2 separate regions of the Mus musculus genome follow, and region 2 is linked to region 1. The links are chromatin contacts, called in public Hi-C maps. All regions are on one chromosome and are shown on one strand. The core of a region is the stretch at or near the end of the contact, and the rest is flanking DNA. Distances in the headings are between cores, read along the strand shown. Region 1 has its middle 8.2 kb from the start of Gm34419. Region 2 holds the start of Gm45301 (a long non-coding RNA gene).

The links. Hi-C and Micro-C count contacts between places; a contact is called where the count stands out from the background.
Region 2: a contact with region 1 is called in a Hi-C map of liver, with 4 times the contacts expected there. The contact joins two enhancer-like sites. A contact is called at or near these places in 1 of 484 Hi-C or Micro-C datasets (liver) and 1 of 115 datasets of contacts at active chromatin or transcription factors (hepatocytes).

What each region holds. Positions count from the first base shown.
Region 1 is chr8:35,083,622-35,090,689 of GRCm38.p6, reverse strand. No RefSeq gene overlaps it. Among named protein-coding and RNA genes, the nearest start is that of Gm34419, 8.2 kb to the left of the region's middle. Within about 2 kb of position 1,904, at least 13 of the 459 cell types and tissues checked have an H3K27ac peak or open chromatin away from gene starts, as enhancers often do. A contact at or near this core is called in hepatocytes and liver, where this site is marked.
Region 2 is chr8:35,403,639-35,410,706 of GRCm38.p6, reverse strand. It overlaps Gm45301 (a long non-coding RNA gene), which reads left to right and starts at 1,183. Exons shown (of 2, transcript XR_003947528.1): 1 at 1,183-1,834; 2 at 2,938-6,712. It overlaps Gm34911 (a long non-coding RNA gene), which reads left to right. Exons shown (of 3, transcript XR_378889.4): 3 at 1-422. Gm51567 (a long non-coding RNA gene) reads right to left here and starts at 12. Exons shown (of 3, transcript XR_003947531.1): 1 at 1-12. Within about 2 kb of position 4,331, at least 12 of the 459 cell types and tissues checked have an H3K27ac peak or open chromatin away from gene starts, as enhancers often do. A contact at or near this core is called in hepatocytes and liver, where this site is marked.

The sequences.
Region 1 (7,068 bases), core at 655-3,154:
TGAACAGGAGTGTAGCCATCTGAGAGGATCCCCTCAGATTAAACTGATTGAGTTTCAGAGATGTAAGTGACTTAATCAAGGATATATGACTAGTAGACACGTATATTATTATTATTATTATTAAACTCCAATTTTTAAGTCGATTTCTTCAGATAAGACTTATATGGAGTGATTTATCTTCTAATTCTGCTTAACAGTATGGATCAGAAGGTAAGCAAACTTGGTGTATGGTATTGCCACATAATGGAATTCAAGAAAAATCTGAGGTAAATTCAATTTAGCCAAGTTCATTTGGGTGAGAGAGAGTTTATAGAGATGGAACATTCAGAGCTAGAACCCAGTCATATGCACAGATTGAGCTTATGGTAGGAGAAAAGGAAGAGTCACACAGAAAGCATCTGATTGGCTGGGGTCAGTAATTCGCCTTGTATGAGCACAGTGTCATTAGGTACTTGCCTTATAGGAACATGGTATGATCAGTCAGTCGTCTCTGATTGGCCAGAGCCCAACTGCTGAGACTGGGAATGTATAGCAACCTTAGTTTGCCTACTAAGTTAGGTTGTCATTCATTACCTGAAGGAAGCAGCTTTAGCCCAAATTGTATCATCAGTACAAAAAAAGGAATCTACTTAACATGAGCCAGTGCCTTTGGGGGAACTTACTTAACCTCTCTTTGTCTTGTTTCTTCATCTGTTATATGAAGGTAATAATAGCGACAAATTTCAAAGAATTGTTATAATGGTTAAAGGAACGACGAAGATGCCTAGAACAGAGTTGTGACAGTTAATTTAGGGTGTCAGCTTGATTGGATTCATAAAAGCCTAGGGCACTGATGAGACACACCTTTGAATTTGTCTGAGAGAACATTCCAAGAGAAGATTAACTAACCGGGAAGGATTCACCCTGCATGTGGGCAGCAGCATCCCACGGGCCCGGAGTCTTACATCGTCGAATTAAATGGTGAAAAGGAGAAAGCCAGCGGAAAGCCAGCCTTCCTCTCCATCTGCTCCTGGTCAGCTGAGATGGGAGCCTGCAGCTGCCACATGTCCTTGTCACCTACTGCGGTACCTTTGCACCCAGTTGGACTGTATCCCCTCAGACTGCAAGCCAAAACATACCTCTCCTCCCACAACCTGCTTTCTGTCAAGTATTTAGTCACAACGAGAGCAGTAATTAATCTAAGGGTCTAGTGTATGACAAGATCTCAGTGAGTGACTATAGGGGTGTCATCCTGTTTGTAAGGGAGGTATCTAGGGCAGAGATGAGTTGGGGAAAACAAGGCACATTAAGATAAAGGGGCATCATCCAAGGCAGTTAGTGTTTCTCTCTTTACAGATCAAACATGAGTTGCTATCTTCAGAGCACTTCTTCCTGTTCACCGAGGTGTCAGCTCACATCCTGAGCTCTTAAAATACATCTGAATGCTGATGTAGAGAAGAACTTCAGTAGGACTCTTGGCAACTCAAAGGCAACAGCATCGTACTCCAGGCTTAACTTAGGTAGTCAGCGAGGCAGCCCCTGTCTTGAGATAAACATATCGACCACACTCATTGTTAATTCATTAGCCTACTCTGCCCAGCTGGACCTGGCTTGAAGGGTGACAAGCAAAGCTTCAGGTGGGGGGAGAGTGGGCTGTTTGCTTTGTGTAATCACAGAGGTCTCCAACCTCAGCAGAGTATGACAGCCACGGTTGACTTTGAAGACTAGTTAGGGTCACTAAAGCAACAATGGTCCCAGCCTTACTTGGTAGAAAAGGCAAGGCCATACAATGGGAGAACTGGGCTGTAGCTAATCAATGCAATCGACCCAGCTAAAGAAATAACATGTCCAGCACAATCAATGTGGTCAGCACAGGACAGAGCAGTGTCCACAGGGACGAGGGAGTCATGTGCGCCCAGATCTGTGCTTGAACAGTGGCCTAGCTGCAGAATTGGAGAGCATTGATCCCTCCAGGTGCTGCCCTTTGGTGGGGAATGAAGCATCGCCTTCATTTAACATTGCAGTCAGGCAGACAGCCAGCTGCCTCTGCTTGCTCTAATTCCAGCGCACCCGGCTGTCTTCTGATGATAATTTGACTTCCCACCTAGATTTCACCACAGGGAGAGAGTGTGCTCCGAGCAGAATGTGTGTCTGATCTCTGGGCCGATTTTGCTTGTCGATATAAATTAATAAAATGGCATTTTGATTTACACGTCCCACTCTGGCGAACTTGGTTAGCATGACTGGGGGCCCGATAAACTGATCTTACCTCGGTGTGCTGACAAAACCAATTTTCTCTGTTTCTGAACCTGAAAAACTCGGGGCCAGACACTGGGCTGTAGTTAAATCACCAAAGTAAATTCAGTTTTGAAGCATCTGGCAGCCAGGCAGCCTGCCCTCTATTTCCTCTCAAACATCCCTCTCCTGGCCTCTATTTTTCAAGGGCAACATCACGTTCAAAGCCCACTCAAATGACTGATCCTGTGGAAACAGACTTGGGAAACGGGGAACTTGCATGGATCCAAAGCTATTCAACCAATGTTTTGGCGTTAGTAAAGGTACCTAATCAAAACAGAATTGTAAGAAGCGTGCGATGTCAATGCTTTACACACGTTCTCTATCCATTTGCTATGACACACTATCATAGACTGAGTAAATTATCATCAGCAGAAACATTTAGCTTGTAGTTGTAGAGTCTGGAAGTCTGCGGTGGAGGGCTGCATTTGCTGTATCATAGTGGGGAGAGAGAGAGAGAGAAAATCCATTCATGAGGACAGTCTTCATGGTTGCTTTGACTCTTCAAAGTCCTACTTCTTAATATGAGAATTAAGTTCTCAACATATAAACTTGGAAAGGAGACATTCAAGTTAGAGCATCCTCTATCCAGAGATTTGAAGTTAATACTCATCTATAATTAGAGCTTTCCTACACTTCACTAGACAGTTTAAACTAGGTTATACAATCATTAGACTCAATGGTACTGGCTGGGTGGCCTCTGTATCCAAGGTCCTCCTAGATGTCCAAAAAGTCCTCTGAGGAGATCATACGGGTCTTCTCCTCTGGTCTTTAAAAATACATGTTAACTTCCTGATGGTGGCTTTCACACGACTCTGGCCTCTGCCAACACACCGTTGTTTCTGGTGTTGAAGGATTCATGGATCTTTCTCCCAAAGAATTTCCACAGTTATTCTTTGGTACCAAAAAGCAGGAGGTTCTCTCAAGACCGCTGTGATGGTTAATCTGGACTGTCAGCTTTGTGAGATTTAGAATAATTATGAAAACAGACATTCACAGAGTAAATTAACAGAGGTGAGAGTGCGCACCCTGAAATGTAGGCAGTACCAATTCCATGGGCTGAGGTCCTGGACTGAAGAGAGAGAGGGATGGTTAACTATAAATAGTCACCACTCTCAGCTTCCTAACTGTGCCAGTGTGACCATCTGCTCCCTGTTCTTACTGTCAGGGCTTTCTGGCTATGGTGAACTTCATCCCCTAGAACTGCAAGCCAAAATAAATCTTTCCTCCCTTGAGTTGCTTCTATCATGTATTCTGTTGCAACAAGACAAATAAATAGCACGTCATATTTGCTGTCCTAGAACCACACATTTATATTACAGAACAGAGATGTAGTGACATTATCCCCCCAAGCCTGTATGGTCCTGCCTATGTCCAGAACATTACAAAATTCCTCAAGGAGAAAGCTCTTTCATTTTGGGCTTTAGCCCCTCTCTGAAAGGGGTGGGAGGAATCAACCCTAGGACTTAGGAACATATTCTCGAGGTTCTCACTGTCTCCTGTGCCTGCCTCTCGTCTTGAGTAGGCTAAATCATTCAAAGACTATGCCGACCATTCATATAAATATATGCCTGCATGTGGATATGGTATATATGCCTGCCTGTGGATATGGTTTGCAGCACCTCAACTCAGATTCAAGGTGCAAACCCTCCGGCTACACGGTCCTAGCTGGAGTCACAGCTAGGGTGACGACAGACAGAAAAGGGAGACTGCCCCTAGAAGTTTGGACAATGGTAGTAGCAGAATTTATCCATAACCAGCTGTAACACAGTCATATGTTTTGAGGTTTTGGTTTGGTTTGGTTTGGTTGGTTTTGCATTATGTCAAGATGTAAACGACACTTCTGTTGGCAGCAACCATCCAGTTAGAAACCAGAGCTGAATATGGAGAAGGAATCAGTTTCTCTAAAAGCTTACTAAAGGGTTCATGATATGGCTCAACGGGTAAATGGACTTGTGGGCAAGCTGGACCACCTGAGACCAGACTTGGGTCAATCCCCAAGCCCCTCAAACATTGGAAAAAGAGGTCCTGCAAGTTGTCTTCTGACCCATACATGAAAACACCATGTTATGTGCACATAGGTGCATGTGAGTGGGCGCGCACACACACATACACACATCATTAAATGAATAAATAAATCTACAAATTTTAAAGAACTCCTCTAAAAGCAAAAGGAGGCTTGTTAGTTTAAGAAGCCTGGAAGCATGAACTTAGCAGGTGAATGCTAAGAACATCCTTAGAAGGACGTTCTGGGCGGGATAAGCCAGTCACACAGGGAATGCTAAAGCAAGCCGTTCTGATAATTCTATAAGTTTGCTAATTTTATAAATGAGATTTTATTTCTTCTTCGAGACCAATTCTCCATATGCAGCACAGGCCAGCTGCAAACTAACGATCCTTCTGCCTCGGGCTTTCGAGTGATAAAATGAGATTTTATGTAGCAAAATCCCAAGAGGACTAAACATGTGAAGAGCAGTTTTCACTAAAGGCTTGTGAAAAGCCGGATGTTGCAATCAGATGTGGTCCTCGCTCTTTTGCTGAGATGAACAGCAGCAGAAAAAAAAGAAAAAGAACGAAAAAGGATAACAAAAGACATATCGGCTCCACGCTACAGATGAAATAGTGATGAGTAAGTGATTGTTGGCGATTTGCACACCAGGCATTGGTATACGCTGGATGTCTGAGGAATTGGTCTGGAAGAAAAGGTTTGCCAACATTGGCAAGACTTATAAAAATCTTGACAATCTCCCTGTTCTACTAGGCTACCGAGATTTGTCTAATCTGAAAGCTATATACAAAGTGAAGGCAGACCAAGGGACAAACTTTTGTTGTTGTTGTTGTTGTTTAAACATGGTCTTACCATGTAATCCTTGGTTGACCTCAAACTAGGCCAGGATGGCTTCAAACTCAGATAAACGCCTGCCTCTGACTCCCATGTGCTGGGATGAAAGTCATGTGCCACTATGCTGAGCCTTTTTCTTTTCTTTGTTCTCTCCTCCTCCTTCTTTTTCTCCTACATTTTAATTAGTTCATTCTTTATTTATTTCTCTATTTTCTTTCTATATTTCCCCCCCCAGCTGTCTTACTTTCTCAGAGGAGGCTGTGGTGATGCAAACCCTTCCTAACCAGTACATAATTTACTTGTTCTAAGGAATGCTGGATGATAAAGAATCACAGGAAAAAAACAAGCAGTCGGTATGTAAGATTCACCATATTTACCACGATGTCTAAGTCAATAGCTAGGTGGAAGATAGTGTCTTCATGGATTGAGGAGCAGCATCCTCAGTATGGTGCCTCTTCATGTCGAAGGCAACTGATCTCAGCTGAACAAATTCTGCAATTTCCCCTTCTCTAAAAATCCCTGCTAAACATCTCCTTGCCTGATGTATTAATTATTTCTCTTGTTGCTATGACAAATTACCTGGTCACACCTTAGTTTAAGGGTACAGTCCATTGTAACTGGGAAGGCACGGCGGTAGGAGCCTGAGGCAGCTGGTCACATTGCATCCACAGTCAGGAAGCTGAGAGAAATGAATTCTGGGACTCAGCTGGCTGTCCCTTCTTTCCCATTTTTATTCAGCACATGGAATGGCGCCATATCCAGGGTGGGTATCTCTCCTCAGCTAAGCCTCCCTAAAAATGCCCTCCCAGACATGTGCCCAGCAGTTTACAACTCTAAACCCAATAAAATTGTCCAGGAGGGAAATCACACCCACGGAATCATGGTGGCATCTTCTCCAACAGATGCAGATACAGACAGACTCCAGACCACGCAGTGAGAATTCTCAGCGCAGGATGCCTTTGGTGTTGATCATGCAGTTATTTCCTGGATGAGGGGAGTGGGCAGGACAGCAGGCGAGTCGCCTCTCCACATTACCTGCTTGTGGTGTTTCCCTGATTTTTCTAAACACAAACATGAGGGATTTAAGACAACCGAGAGTTACTTTTAAAACCAAGCCTGTCCACAGAAAACACATATTTCTTTCACCCCTCCCCCCTTCTCAGGAAATCTTGCGTTGCAGCTAAAGCCTATGTGTTCTGTGTCTATTATCTCTGTAGCCAGGACATTTTATTAAAATGGCAAATGTGAGTTGTAGGAAAATTCATATGGCTGCAGCAGATTCTAGCTTATAGATCAGTAAGAGCTATGCCTAGATATCCAACGTGTCTCATAGCTGGAAGCGTTAGAATATGTGGAATCTTTAATAAGGAAAGCCCTGGAGGCTCAGTGCCAACTTCCGCAGGCAGGCACCACTGTGGTTTGTCCATATTTTTAATGTCTTAGTATGCGGGGGTAGCAGTATTGGGAGGTATGGTGGACCTTTAAGAAGCAGACCTTGAGATAGAAGGAGAGAAGCAGTCTCCAGAGAGCAGTACACTGTGGCACATGTGAGTGTATGGGGGCATATGCGCACACACACACACACACACACACACACACAGATCTTGCTATGTAGCCCTACCTGGTCTCATACTTGCTACATATCCCAGGGTGGTTTTGAATTCACAGTTTTTTTGCCTCTACCTCCCCAGGGCTTAGATGCTTAGATGACAGATACACACACACACACACACACACACACACACACACACACACATATATATGTATATGTATATGTATATATATATATATATATATATATATATATATATTCTATATATCGTGAGCTGCAATCCTTTAAGACAAGGATGGCACCTCCCAAGTCCATATCCTGTTGTATTGCATATTTTATGTCTTCATGCAGAAGTGGCTTGAAAGTTTATTTGGAAACAAAGGTTATAACCCAGCAGCAA
Region 2 (7,068 bases), core at 3,082-5,581, 320 kb before region 1:
AAGAAATCAATCACACAGCCCCAGAGAGCGCAGCATCTTATACCATTGTGCACTCCTGAGCATAGAAAGCACAGCTTCCCTGCATGGAGTAAGCAGGGTCTGTGTTTTCCTCCTACCTCCTGTAGGGTACATCTGGCCCACAGCTCCCCCATACTGTTTGTAAAACTTGCATTAGGCACGTACACTATGTTTTGAATGGTGAAGGGCATGGCCAACAATAATCTTGGGACTGGCTCTGTTCTGCTCATCTAGAGGGCAGGGTTCGTATGTGAAGCTCCCCTTCACCCAGTCTGCTCTGCTCTTTGTCTCTTAGGAAGCCAAGATCATTGCCTTTTAACCTTTGCTCTCAACACACACATTCCTGGAATCTCTTCCAAGTTCTTTCTAAATTCTACCACCTCTTTTTTTGTTGCTATTATTATTATTATTATTATTATTATTATTATTATTATTATATTTACTACTATTATTTTATATGTATGATGTTTTTCCTGCATGTATTTATGTGCACCATGTGCACACCCCGTATCCAATGAGGTCAGAACTGGGTATCAGATTCCCCAGAACTGCAGTTGCGGATGGCTCTGAGCTGCTATGTGGGCACAAGGATGAACACAGGGCAAGCTTTCATGGCTCTCAAGAAAGCTGGTTGAAACCAAGTTCATAGCCCTAGTCTATCTGTCTGTCTGTCTGTCTGTCTGTCTGTCTGTCTGGACAGCTGTCTGTCTAGGTCATTCTAGGTTGTAGAAATCATACCAAAGACCTGCATCCTGGTGGCACACAGAAGTGGGCAGATCTTGAGGCCAGCTTTGTCTACAGAATGAGTTTCAGAACAGCCAAGGCTACACAGAGAAACCCTGTCTCCAACCTCCCACTACCTACCTGAAGTAATAGCAAGACGACTTCATCCCTCTGTATCTTTGGAAACTCTGTGACTGGGTGCACACACACACACACACACACACACACACACACACACACGTGTGTGTGTGCTCATTATGTTTTCCAGATAAGATAGCATTTCTCTGGTGATGAAAAGTCCCTTTTCCTCCTTAGTAACACTTTCAGTCTTGAAGAGGTTTGTACGTTGATAGAATCCATATAGATAAAGAAGATATGGTTTTGGCTGGGCACGCTGGCACAGGATTGTGATGCCAAGCACCGCCCGCCCCCTCCCCACCCCCCACCCCCCGCCATAATGCACTGATTCTCCTAAAGGGAGAGAATTCAAGAGCACTGTTGCCATTCATCTTGGTAACCAGTGCTCTACGGTTGCTAGCTGACAGGAGGTAGTGCCCTCCCCTCTCTGCCACCAGGGTCATTCACATAGCCACTTACTGCTGTACTCTATTACTAAAGTACTCAACTTTATCTACTGTGTCTGGCTGCGTTCCAACAGCATTCCAACAGCATGGCCGATTGGATGGGGAGCCTTCTCTCTGAGGCATTCTTCCACCTTCAGGTTTCCATTAGGTAAATTAAAGAATTAAGATTCTGCCTAATGTCTTCCCTGATGCCAGAATTGTGCTACTTCAGGATGACCCAAGATCTGTCTCTTGTTTCCTACCCATTTCACACACACACACACACACACACACACACACACACACACACACACACACACACACACATAAATATATAAAATATTTGTGATGGAAAAGTCATCTTGCTTGAGCAAAAGAGAAAGTGGAACAGAGGCGACATGGTGCTGATGTCCTATGGCAACCTTGTGGAGAATGGCAGCTTGGGTCTCATCCAGAAGATGTCTTCAGCCTTCCCAGAAGTGGCTTCAGTATGAGGTTATGGGCATAAACCACACTCCCTGATGCACAGTGTAAGTCTGGGAAAACGAATTTAACCTTTCAGTGATCCAAGTATGAATGATGATAGATGCCTAGGGGTTGCCCCCCGTAATTCTGTGACAATGAGAACTGTTGAGCTATTTAAGAGAGTTTGGAAAAATAAAATGACCTTACAAAGGTGAGACTTCCAGCAACTGCTAAAACTGTAAAGGCATTGGAAACAAACTCTCTGGCCCCTCGTAAATTTATATCCTCAATTTCCTGGGAGATTGCACTCCTCAGTTTGTTCTGGAGAGTTTTAAATCAGACGTTGGCATCTGACAGTTCATATGTCAGCAGTGGTGGGTGGGGCCAAGCAAAGACCGGCCAGGTGGCACCACTTGGCTTATTCTTCTATTTCCTCCTTCTGCCTCATTCTCCGTCGCTTGGAAGAATAGATCCACAGTTGCTTACACAAACCTTAATGGAGTCACTGAACAAGAAGATAAGGCCTTTAGCAGGGCCAAATTTCCTTAGCTTCACTAACATCTTATGTTAGTGAAGGGGGAAGAATGACCATGTCCTGAAATGAGGGTTCAAGTTTTCCCAGAACCACTAAAGCAAGCACCAACAGATGAAAACATGTTGTAGTCTTGGAGTTTTCCTGAGGGGGTGACAGTCAAGAGGTTGTCATTTAACTTCATGACCTGACTGAGTCTTAGTTTTTGCACCTATAAAATGGGTCAGTAGATATCACTAGAGGCCCACAAAGATTTCCCCTTTCAATGGTCAGAGAGCATCTGTCTTCTTACCAATGTTTCAAGTTATGATTTGGTGTTGCCGGGTTATTTATTTCATTACTAATACTTTTTAAAACATAATAACCTCTGACCCTTCTCCCCACTTCCCCTTTACAAGGTACCAGGCTTAGTAAAGTCCCACGACCTTGTCCTATGCCAATCTAACAAAACTCAGGATTTTACATTTCATGGATGTAATCGGATATTGTCAGTACCATGAGCTTTTCATTGACTGCATATAGCATTGGGGGAGGGAGATTTTTATTCTCAGGTAATACTTTCTCCTTTATGCTAAAGACTGACTTGTGTGTTTTTATATTAATTTCTCAGCCAAATTCTATTCTCCTATTTTTCAGTTCTCTCTAGTCTTCATTTGGAAAAAAGAAATCTCATCACAGGTCAGCCAGCATAGATTTCTAAGCAGTCACTGTAAATCCCACATCGTGGCTAACCTAGAAGAAAAAAGTATTGGACACCAAGGACCTCAATTTGAAATCAGAGAAAAGCAAGACTAACAAATGCCAGCAGGCAAGCACTTGCTGAAGTGTATTTGCCGGAGCTATCAAAAAGCCTGATGGAAAAAGTGGGCGTCCACACCAGTTTTCTAGGAACTCATTCTGTTTATACCTGCTACATTGGTGTAACTATTATTATTATTATTAATCCCCTGACCTTCACAACTGTACTGGTTTGGGTGATAAATTATGAAGTCACCTTAATGATGGCTCATCTATAGAAATGAACTCAACAAAAACTATAACCATAGCAACTAAGAATCATGTTGATGGGTGCTTTGTTAGCATAGATGGCATCACATACACCCCCAGTGTATTTTAGCCTGAATGAGGCAATTCCTTCTGTTGCTGGTGAGATTTGTATAGGCTCCGCTTGTCTTGTTGGTTAATCTGATGCAAAGACTCATCTCTGTGCTCAAATTCTGATCTCTGGCATAGGCTTAGACTATTGCTGAGACACGTCAGGTCTTTTGTCTATGGGAAACAGGTCAAGATCAGCCCTAAGGAATGGGCAAAAAGCGAACTGTGTAGTCCACATGAAGGAAGCAGGCTGGAGGTCTCACCTGCTCAGCTTGACAGCCTGGTCTGAGCAACCCGCTCCATGCTGGATGCTCAGCGTTCAGTCAGTGAGGCAGAGGACTTATATGAGGAATAACCTTATAGTGAAGCACTAAGAATAGCGTGGGCTGTGAGCAATTTGGAATGTACACTATACATCAGTGGGAGGCAGGGGATGTGGCTGTGGATGTTGGCAGAGGCTAAATGATGAAGGACCTACATCAGTAAGCATCATGGTTTTCCTCTGGAGTCGAAATGACATCTCAAATGTCATCCCATCCTGGGGCCCCTCCTTGTACTGACAGTTACGTTTGCAGCAAGATGACCTGGTTTTTCTCTCAGAACCTCTGTGCCCCTTCTAGGACTCTGTCCATATCTTGATCAGACCATCAGATGACACAGTTCCTAGGGATCCAGGACAAAGAGTGCCGGCAGAAACTGCCAACCTTGGGCACGTGTCCTCATGTTTGTGGTCACCTCTAGACACTACAGAAGAGCCGATGCAGTAAGAACAATTGATTGATGGGGGTCAAGTTGGGGTTTCCAAAGCAATTGCTGACGCTGCTGAGCTGACATAGAAGATGTTGTCTGTTCTTCTGGCGGACCTGGATGGTATAAAAGGCCGTTTAACCCAGTGCGCAGCTGCAGCCTTGAGCTGTGTGAATCTTGAACTCCCTGCCGTTCTGATGCACAGCACGTAAAAAGCATGTGATTCTGTTTACCCTGGTAGTGTGCACTCTTGGCCACAGCAGCAGATCAGTTTGGAATAAGCAAATAGAGTCACCCCGAAAGGCAAACTGCAGAAACTCTCCGCAATCACACGAGGAGGGCATGCCAACAGAGATTCTTTTCAAAGAAGAGAATTATGGGAAAGAAATCGATGAGTAAGAACTTTTAAAATCAAGTGCAGATGTTTGTTTTCTCATTTGCTCCACATGAGGGCTAAACATGATATCTGTAAGAAACGTCTCTCTTTAGGCCCAAGGGAGATTTCCCTTAAAACAGTGCAGAAAGTTTCCCCTTCACTAATTCCCTTAAACATGTTTCTTGAATAGTGACTTTTTTTTTCTTTCTTCCAACAGTCAGCAGAGCTGATTTGCTGACAAATCAGTGATGATCTGAGGGAGAGTGGCGAGTCTTCTTTTCCCCTGAGGACAGCAGAGGAGCCAAGTGATGGAGGCTATCTAGTCTAAAATAGGACCATGAGGTCACTGGACTGAGTTTGGTCCACCCCAGATCATGTGGCTACCAAGTCCACCTTGTCCATCCAAAATGCCTTAGTGAGTGTATGGTGATGACCTTTTAGCTGCAACCCTTCCTGGAGAGAAGGCTCCTGTTTAGAAGCCTTTATTATGACGGGTTCATTCATCTTTCCTTGTCAGTTGTTAAATCAGCACTCCTCTGCCCGATGAGTTGACAAACTTGGGCCAGAATGTGAATCAAGAATCTACTTCCTTTGTACAGGAATTCAGGCTCTGTGAAATCTATCAGCCAAGTCACGATGGCTTTGGTTTTTCCAGACAGGGTCTCTCTGTGTAGCCCCAACTATCCTCGAACTTGCTCTGTAGACCAAGCTGAGTTTGAGTTCAGAGACCCACCTGCCTCTGCCTTCAGAGTGCTGGGACTAAAGTGTGCACCCCCACTGCTGGAAGACAGTGTTTTTGCCATGGAGCCTGAAATGCACTATGATGTGAACTCCTAGAACTGGTACCCTTCGGTAACCATTGTGATCTGTTACCTACCTGCAGGCGGCTCTCTGAGAAGCACCGGCATATTCATGACTATTGCTTGTGCCGTCTTCACAGGCCAGAAACGTCTTCAGTTATCAGTCAGTCAACACTCAGAGAGGACAGTTTGCTTTGGAACAGTTCAAATCTATAAAACGATGCAACGGTACAAAGAACGCCCATGAGCTTTCCTCCTCCTAGGTTGCCCTTCAGATTCTGCCTGTGGGCTACTTGCTACTAAGGGGGCAATTCATGATCACATGACCTGGATTTCCCATCTCTGCCTTTCTCAGAGCACTGTGCCCTCAACCTCATGAGGACCTCATTACACACAGCCACAGGATTTTCTCTATGCTGCGTCATAGCAATCTCAGTCATATAGTTTTTGGCAAAAAACAAAAAACCAAAAACATATCACAGAGGTAGTGCTGTGATTCTTTACTGCTCTCTCACCAAGTGGCCCTTGTTGTGAATTCATTCCAATGCTCGTGGTTGTGAGTTCGATCGCTTGATTGAGGTAGTGATTGCCCCTGTTCTTTTTATTAAGGTTACTTTTTAAAAAATGTGATTAATATTATATAAATATTCCATTACCCAGTCCATTGCCACCTATTTGTGTGTATGTGTGTATGTGTGTATGTGTGTATGTGTGTACATGTGCATGTATGTCTGTGTGTATGTCTGTGTGTATATGTCTGTGTGTATGTCTGTGTGTATATGTACTTGTGTGTATATGTGAATGTGTGTGTGTCTGGGTGTGTGTATGTGTGTGTATGTGTGTTTGTATGTGTGTATGTGCATGTGTGTATATGTAAATGTGTGTGTGTATATATGTGCATGTATGTGTGTGTACATGTGTGTGTATATGTGCCTGTATGCCTGTGTGAGTATGTGTGTGTGTGTGTGTGTGTGTGTGTGTGTGTGTGTGTGTGTGTGTGTATGTGTGTGTGTGTGCGCGCGTGCGTGTGCATAAGGCTGGAGTTGCATGTTGACAGTCCTTCTCAGATACTCTCCCCTTTATTTCTTGAGACAGGGTCTCTCACTGAAGCTGAAGTGTCCAGGTTCAGCTAGACTAGCTGGTCAGGAAGCCTGTGGGTCCTCTTGTCTATGCCTTCCCAGCTCTGGGATGAGAGATGTCTGCTTCCCTACTTGGGTTTTTACATGGGTGATGGAGACCAAACAAAGGTCTTCACATTTGTGTGGCAAGTGCCTTATTGACAGAGTTGTATTCCACAGTTCCCACTTGCTTGTTTTAACACCAACTGATGCTTCTTGCTAGAGTTTTTTTTTCCATTTATCAATTATATACTATTCTTACAATTTGTCACATATATTTAAAATTAGAACATTATTATTAGTCTTTGGAATTGAATGCATATGGAAAATAACTTACAAATTATAATTAATAGCCAATAGCCAAAACCTAGTATGTGAAAGTATATCACCTTTTGTTGATATCTATCCTTTCTTTCTTTTTTTGTTAGATATTTTCTTTATTTACATTTCAAGTGTTATCCCCATTCCTAGTTTCCCCTCCGAAAATCCCCTATCCCCTCTCCCCTCCCCCTGCTCCCCAACCTACCCACTCCCATTCCCAGTCCTGTCGTTCCCCTATACTGGGGCATAGAGCCTTCACAGGACCAAGGGCCTCTCCTCCCACTGATGACTGACTAGGCCATCCTCTGCT